Regions from separate parts of the Dromaius novaehollandiae genome. Here region 1 is linked to region 2. A link is a contact called in public Hi-C data. All regions are on one chromosome and are shown on one strand. The core of a region is the stretch at or near the end of the contact, and the rest is flanking DNA. Distances in the headings are between cores, read along the strand shown.

Region 1 (3,582 bases), core at 428-2,927, 440 kb after region 2:
AAAGCTGAAAAATAAACTAAAACTTTGGACTGCATTTTGAATAAAGAAGAGAATTCGGTTAAATGGCATTTGTTTTTGCCCTTTGTTCATTTCTGTTGTTCTCCACGTCCCAAAAGGTTTGCAATGATACCTTCCTAGCCATCTGTTGCAGAAACAAACAAACAGACAAACAAAAAAGGACAAAACTACATGCAACTGTAAGGCTTAATTTCCTTTGATACTAGCAGGAGATCCAAGCTGAAGGCAGAAAGTGTCTTCCTTTTTGACACGCTTCAATTCAGGAGAAAATAAAATGTCCAGATCCTCCTGGCACACATCCTGCTCAACAACGGGATCTGCCTCCAACTGGGCACTCAACCCTGAAGAACAACTACCCCAGGTCCCAGGAACAAGCTATCACAGAAAGGGCTGAACAGGACCACGGCTTACTCGTTTGGGGCCTGGTCAGACAATCTCCTCCAACACCTCTCTGCTGAAGTGAACAGTTCAAAGGCAATTTATCCTGGCAGTTACCCAAGATGACAGGCTTTGCACAGCAATGAAGAGGCCAAAGATACAAATGCCACTGCATTCAGGTTACAAGTGGAAAAGAACTAAAACTATCACGTTGTTCTCTGTGACAGCTTTAATCCAGGATTAAAACTAGAACAAAGCCTGACTTTAAAATCAGTCTTAATCTGCGCTTATATTTTTTTGCTAATTTTCAAAAGAATAAAGTGATTCCCTTTGACTAGCAATCATTAAAACAGGCTCATTGGCAATCAAATCATGCTGTATGTCAAAACATAAGCTGTATGTTCTGCGAGGGCATAACATACACTATTTAAACAACTACAACCTACCAGAGTCTTATTTTCATATTTATTTTATTGGAAAATGGTAAGACAAATTTTCACCATGATATTTTAAAATCTGATATTTATATCAAGCTCATTTGAATGAAAGTGAGTCCTTTTTAAAAGGCACAAAAGGACACTGGAAAACAGTATTGATTAGCTAAATTAATTACTTTTGGTGGGTTGTGTTCTCATGAAGAAAGGCAAATTTATCCAAAACTGTATTTAAAATTGATCAAGCAAAAGCAACATCGCCTCAACTAAGGGAGCAGACATAATCAGTTCTGGGCCTCAAATGCCACCCAAGCAGATCCTGTCTTTCCATATCCAGGTTTTATTTGCAGACTGGAAAAGGGAAAACAAGCTTCTTGCTAGTTTAACTCAATCAATTTCTCGGTGTTCAATAAAACAGCCACTGAACTGAATCAGTCAAATAAACTGAAACAGAAAATGATCTCCCTGCTCCTGTATGAGAGGCAAGAAAGATAAGGCATCGTCAAAAGTCAGGAGTTTCAAACAAACCCAGATCCCAGGTGCTTGGAGTCCAAACCCACCCTCCTGTCACCCTCCCCCCAATCAGCAGCTGCACTTTCCGGCTGAAGTTTTAACTAGACATAGTTCAGTCCTGTTCATGAGAAGTTAAATATGAAAAAAGTACTTAATATAACGAGCTTGGGCCTTCACAGCTACATAATATCAAACCCAATTTCAGATCGTTTCCTTTCCTTTCCAATTTTAAATGTACCCTGATTTATTTATTCCAGGTCTGTAGACGTGGGTCTGCTGCGAGCTCTCACGCTGTGCTGTGCTACAGGCAGCTGCCTGGGGCCTTGGTCCGCAGCACGCAGCGAGGGCTGTGCTTCGCTTCCCCTTCCTTATACCGCTCGCCTGGGATCGCCCAGCTACACAGAGGTGTCCCGTGGCAACAGGCGATTTCAGAGGCCACCCCACATCAAGGCCTAGCCACAGGGCTGCCCAGCTCTGCCATGGGCAACTACTCCAGCACAGAGCCACAGCCACGACTCCCTCAGCGCACCCCCAAAATAACAAGGGTTTTTTGTAGGAGTGCTCTTTCTTAACCCTTTCTCAGTGCCCCATCTCAGATCCAACCCCCCACCCTTTCTGGTGGGAGGATTTATTTATTTATAATCACAAGCAAATAAGGCACACCTACAGAGCACCAGGTCTTCTAGCTGCCACTTCCCCAGGGACACCTCCGCTGCCATTATATCCAATTCAGTGTTAATAAACCATAATGAGTCAGGAGAAATAACTGCTATCCCAACCCTTCCCCCCAGAGAGCGCCAGCAGATGTTAAAAGGAGAGATCAACAGCAGGGCACTGCCAATCACCTCAGTGTTATTTTAACATTAATTTTCTGTTCCGCTTTTAAATTTCACTGTTACAAAGAGGGGATAAAAGAAATAAATCGTCTCTGTGAATACAGTTCACTCATATGGAGGTAAAATCTAGATAATTCCATTCACACTTGCATGGAAAAACATACCTAATACTGCTCTATCACCTGAAATGATACAAAGCCAGTGTAATCTGAATCAACTGGCCTCCTGTTTGCTACACAATCTAGCACAATAAAGCTCAGGGGTTTTCGTCTGCATTTGCAGAAGCACCAGTTCCCAGAGCAGAGAGCTGAAAAAGCCCCTCTTTACTGAGCTCTGCTGCAGACACACACGAAATACTGCGTTCAGTTCTGGACACCTCATTACCAGAAAGATAACACACTAGAGAGAGTTACTAGAGAAGCAACAAAAATGCTAAGTGGTGATTGAAGAGACTGATTACATAAAGACATTAAAAGTTAACTACATAAAGGTCGGCTAAGGAACAACTTTCCTGGGGACACAATAACGGCCCGTAAATATTTGAATGATATACATGCCAGTGAGGAAAATGAATTATTGAGGATGACCCAAACTAGATATAATTAGGAATAACAAGATGAAATTAAGAAAGGTCTGAATCTTAAGAAATAAGCAAGCGTAATAGAAGCCAGGCTTTGAGAAGTCTATTGCCTGGATAACTTAATAGGTCTTTTGTATCTCTGCCTCCTGTAACTCTATGATAATAATGATGGAGCAAAAGAAAGGACTCAAAGTATGAAATCCAATTAATTCTTTGCCAGTAGGCAAACCATCTTATCAGATATTTTGGCTTAGCAATAAGCTTAAGCTTGGCATGATAGATCCTACCTGTCAGTTATTCAGATGTACCTTTTGTAAAGTCTTCAGGGAAGCCAAGAATATTTTTATACTTTCATTAAAACACAGACTACATCCATCTAAGGAGGAAGTTGTATTAAAAAGATCTGTGGCATTTTCAGACTAATCTGTGCATCTGACCAGTGCCACGTTTAGCATTATCTAATCTGTTTTGTGCATCTAACGTAGACTGCAAACCCTCTGGGGCAGAAATCCCATCCTCCTCTTTATATTATACGGTGCTGAGCGTGTTGTCAGTGCTCGACAAATAACAGCTGATTCCACAGAAACACAGAAGTGTATGTTACTACACACTGCGCAGGGCTATTTTCAAGGGATGAACTCTTACATTAGTAACAGATCTAGGAGGCTTCTTATACCTTCCAGTAGAAAAATAACGCCAACTTCTCTCAGGAAGAATTAAAAAAAAAAAAAAAAACCCACACACAAAAGAAAAAAAGCACACAGAAAACCCATCAGAATGCTTAAAGAAAACATCTTTTGTTTGGATACATAAGGAGACTGGC
Region 2 (3,904 bases), core at 723-3,222:
TTATCTTTCTATTGACATTTCCTGGGTTAGGTTTTAGAGGAATGGTCAATCCAAGAAGGACAGTGTTTATAGCATGGTCATAATGGAAAAATACATTGCTTCCTTCACTTGCGATATTTTTTTCTGAGGCTCCTTGTCCGGACGATAATAATATTATTCCTGTGGTCTTGTTTTAGTACAGGGATAGTCTATCTGTACTAGTGATTTTGGTTAGAAATAATAATATCCAAAAATGTTTTTTTTTAACTAAAACTATAACACTCAAGGAGGCATCCAAACACTCATAATGTGTGTGATGTGATGGAATTTACCAATGTGGACTGTATTTCGTGATTTAAAATGCATATTAAAGGAACAGTTAAGCCTGCACTGGGTGTTTTGGATCTTGGTGTACATGTGGCAGCTCCTTTCCACTACATCCTTCTTCTCTGTTTCCAGCAAAAGGTAGGCAGTGAGGAGACGTTTACAAGGCAGTGGAATAATTGTAAATGTCAACATGCAGCTTGCTCACCAGAGCTGAGCAAACTGGTACGACCAGAAGTTACATACTCATGAGAGGTGGGTGCGGGCGGAGGGGAAAGCAAGCAAGAGAGGACTAAAGAAAATAAAAGAATCATGAATTGTTTCTGTAGGGCTCTGTAGGAGTAGACTTTAATTCCAATGCTGTTGCAGGCCTCGTAATTTGGGGTAGCAGACGGGAGCAGCCACATCAGTCATGATAACATCTTTTATGTTGCAACCTCTGTGTAGAGGTGGGTCTTACGACTGCAGATGTGGCCCCTTGCAGAACTGTCCCACAGAGCAGAAACAGGGAAATTCAAATTTCAAAACCAGACTTTGGTTTGCTTACCAGAGCTCATGGAGGAGGCGGAGAAAATGCCGATACCTTGCCATGGCTTATTTGGCAGGCAAACTAAACATGCTCAGAGCTGTACAACATGGAAGGAAAGCACCGCTGTATATGTGACCATATGCAATTTAAAAGCCGCATGCAGGAGGCAGAACACATAGGGCAATTCAGAGGACTCGGCTGCCGTGCATTTACTTATTACAGGTATTTTTGGTTTGAAGTTATAGGTGAGAACAACAGACACTAAAGGACGGGAACAAAACCAAAGACTTGGCAGGAGTCGCTCCCCGCTGCGAGCCGAGGGTCTCGCACGGCAGTGCCGATTGAGTATGATTTGATTTTCAGGGCTTCCACTGGATAACGCAGAGCTTTTGAGGGTGACACAGGGGTCTCCTTGCTACTGGGCGGGTCCCGGGGAGGGGGGGGCGCCCGGCCCGCGCGCAGCGGCCGTTGGCGCTAACGGCCGCGGGGCAGGCGCCGGCGGTCGAGCGGCGGCCCGGGGCGCGGAGCCGGGCCGGGCCGGGCCGGGCGGCGTTGTCCAGGGTCTTGAAAGCGGGGACGACGAGCCGTGCGGGGTAGGGACGCGCCGCCGCGCTGCGGAGGGCACCGCTCTGCCCGGGCCGTCCGCGACGGCTCGGCTCCGGCACGGCGACGCCCGAGCGCCCGAGTCTGCCGAGGCACCGGGGCGGCAGCCCGCGCTCACTCTGGCTCGTTGCCGGGCAGGGCGCTTCCCGGGCTGTTCGCCCCAGCTCGCCCCACCTGTTGCTCCCTTCCGTTCATCAGCCGGCCGCCTCGCCCCGGACCCCACGGCGCACCGCGGAGCCCGGGCCGGCGCGAGGACCCCTCCCGCGCACCCGGCCTGGGTGGCTGAAAGCGGGGAGGGGGCCGGCGGCGGGCACGCTGCGGGGCGGGGCCTGGTGTTTTGGTTGTGCGACAGCGCGAGTGGCCAATGCGGAGTTCGTATTCCCCCGGGGCCGAGCCGACCGAGCCAATGGGAGGAGGGGCGGGAGAAGGGGTGGGGCCTCAGGGTGTGTGAGGGAAAGCGAGAGCGTGTGTGTGTGTCGGCGCCGCTCCCTCCCCTCCCCTCCCCTCCCCTCCCCTCCCCTCCCCTCCCCTCCCCTCCCCTCCGCCTCTCTTCCCTGTCCGGCGGCTGAGGCGCACTCGAGACCCAGCGCCGGGAAGAACGTGAGGGAGCGAGCGCGAGGAAGGGGGCGGGGGGAGCAGCGCGCGAGACCCCAACGGACGCTCCCGTTACGTTAACGGCTCCGCCGCCCCGCGGACAGTTCGTCCCGCGGGAGAGGCGAGGAGCGCGGCCGCTCGCAGGGAGCAGCGCGGGGAGAGGCGAGGCGAGGAGCGGGCGCGTGTGTGTGGAGAGGGGGGCGATGGGGATCCCGCGGCGAGAGCAGCCGCAGCGAGGGCAGCAGCAGGTAAGGAGCGGCGCCTGCCACCGCGTCCGTGCCCCGCGGGAGGAGTGCGTGCGGGGCGGAGCGGGGGACGAGACGGGACGGGACGGGTGGGCGAAGGAGAGCGGAGCGGGCGGGTGCTTTCCCTCCCGACAAGGGCTACAAGGGCTCGGGGGGCAGTTTGGAGAGGGGAGGCGGTGGGAGGGGACCCCTCTCCTGTCTCCTCTCCCCTACCTTTGGGGAACCGCCGGCTGTGGGGGAGGGAATCTCGGTTTCTCAGGCGCTCCGTGGGGCGCCCCAGCTGTGAGGACGGCGGTCTGCGGGGGGAAGCGGCGGGTCTGCCGCCCTGCGGAGCGGGAAGAGGAGCCCCCCGCACCGGCAGCGGCGCCCCCGCCTGGGCCACGGTGTCGCCCTCCCCCCTCTGCGCGCTCGCCCTAGCCCGCCGCCCCGCTCTCCCCGCCGCGCCGGAGCGGGATCGCTTGCTCCCGCACGTCGCCTTTATAAATAGCTTTGTGACCTGCCAACTAAATAATACTCGCGAGGGTGGCCGTGGGGGCGGCACGGGTGTAAATCGGGTCATCAGTCACTTAGAGAGTGCTCTCTGACCGTCTCTAACAGCTCTGCGCGTAGTCACGTTGTTTCGGTCTTTGAAGCCCACTTAAAGAATAATGGCAATTACAGAGTAAGTTTGTCGTCATAGGACATCTCTGGGATATGGCTTTGTTTTTCAGAGGGAAGGCAGTAGAATGGGGACCAGGCATATAAAATAACAGAGAGAAAGATTCTTTAGCCCGTGTCGTTTTCTTAAGTGATTTTAATGCAATTTACTTGTTTACTTGTGTCTGAGACCCAACCGTATTTTCAGCTGTATTCTTTGCACTCTTTGTTACATTGTAATGCTTTACTACGTGTTCGGTGATCCAGTCTCCAAACTGTTTGATTGATTAAATGATAGCCAGTTGAGATCAACTTTGCTTTAGATTTTCTCTTTTCTAGTTACATAGCTCATCTGTGGTGCTGCACAGCATTTTGCGTAGAAGGTACATGTCTGCGTGAATGAGGAACTAGCGTTTAGCCAGCTCTTGACAAAGACTACTCTGAAGTTGACAAATTTCAGATGTGGCTATTAACATTCACAAAATAGGTCAGTAAGCTAGTTTAGTACTTGATGCTGGATTATTTTAACACATTAGTAGTTTGGATATTCTGGCAGAAACTAGTTTTATTACTAATGATGCAGAAGACTTGCAAAGTTAAAGAGAATTGCTCATATAAATTCTCCCGAACTCTTTTGTGCGCAATTTTCACTTCTAAAAGTTAACACTAGATGGCTTTCTTATATCAGACATCCAACAGAGAAGGAAGGCCTCTAATCTGTCTCTGCAGCCTAGCATTCTGTATTTGTCTATTTTTTCCTTCCCATGAATACTAAACTACCTTCTTGATCAGTTCTGTGCCGATTAGACCAGAGCAGAATTTAAAGTTTGCCTGCTAGCTGACATAATTCATTGTTTTGATCAGTGCTTCTTACTGTTTGTAGACATCATTTTATATGTGTACTCTCAATATCCAAAGCAAGTTTAGTCAGAAGATAGTTCTGAAAAATATTTAGGTTGTTTTAAAGGAAGGCAGCTGGATGGGAAGGGATGTT

Evidence for each region. A called contact is a pair of places that touch in the nucleus more often than the background predicts.
Region 1: a Hi-C map of liver shows a contact between it and region 2, with 6 times the contacts expected there. The contact joins the enhancer-like site here to the promoter of SIPA1L2 in region 2. A contact is called at or near these places in 2 of 4 Hi-C or Micro-C datasets (brain and liver).

The regions. Positions count from the first base shown.
Region 1 is chr3:80,958,549-80,962,130 of bDroNov1.hap1, forward strand. All of the region lies in intron 9 of DISC1 (DISC1 scaffold protein), which reads right to left. Among named protein-coding and RNA genes, the nearest start is that of DISC1, 140 kb to the right of the region's middle. Within about 2 kb of position 1,678, at least 1 of the 2 cell types and tissues checked has open chromatin away from gene starts, as enhancers often do.
Region 2 is chr3:80,516,919-80,520,822 of bDroNov1.hap1, forward strand. It overlaps SIPA1L2 (signal induced proliferation associated 1 like 2), which reads left to right and starts at 1,973. Exons shown (of 22, transcript XM_064509253.1): 1 at 1,973-2,277.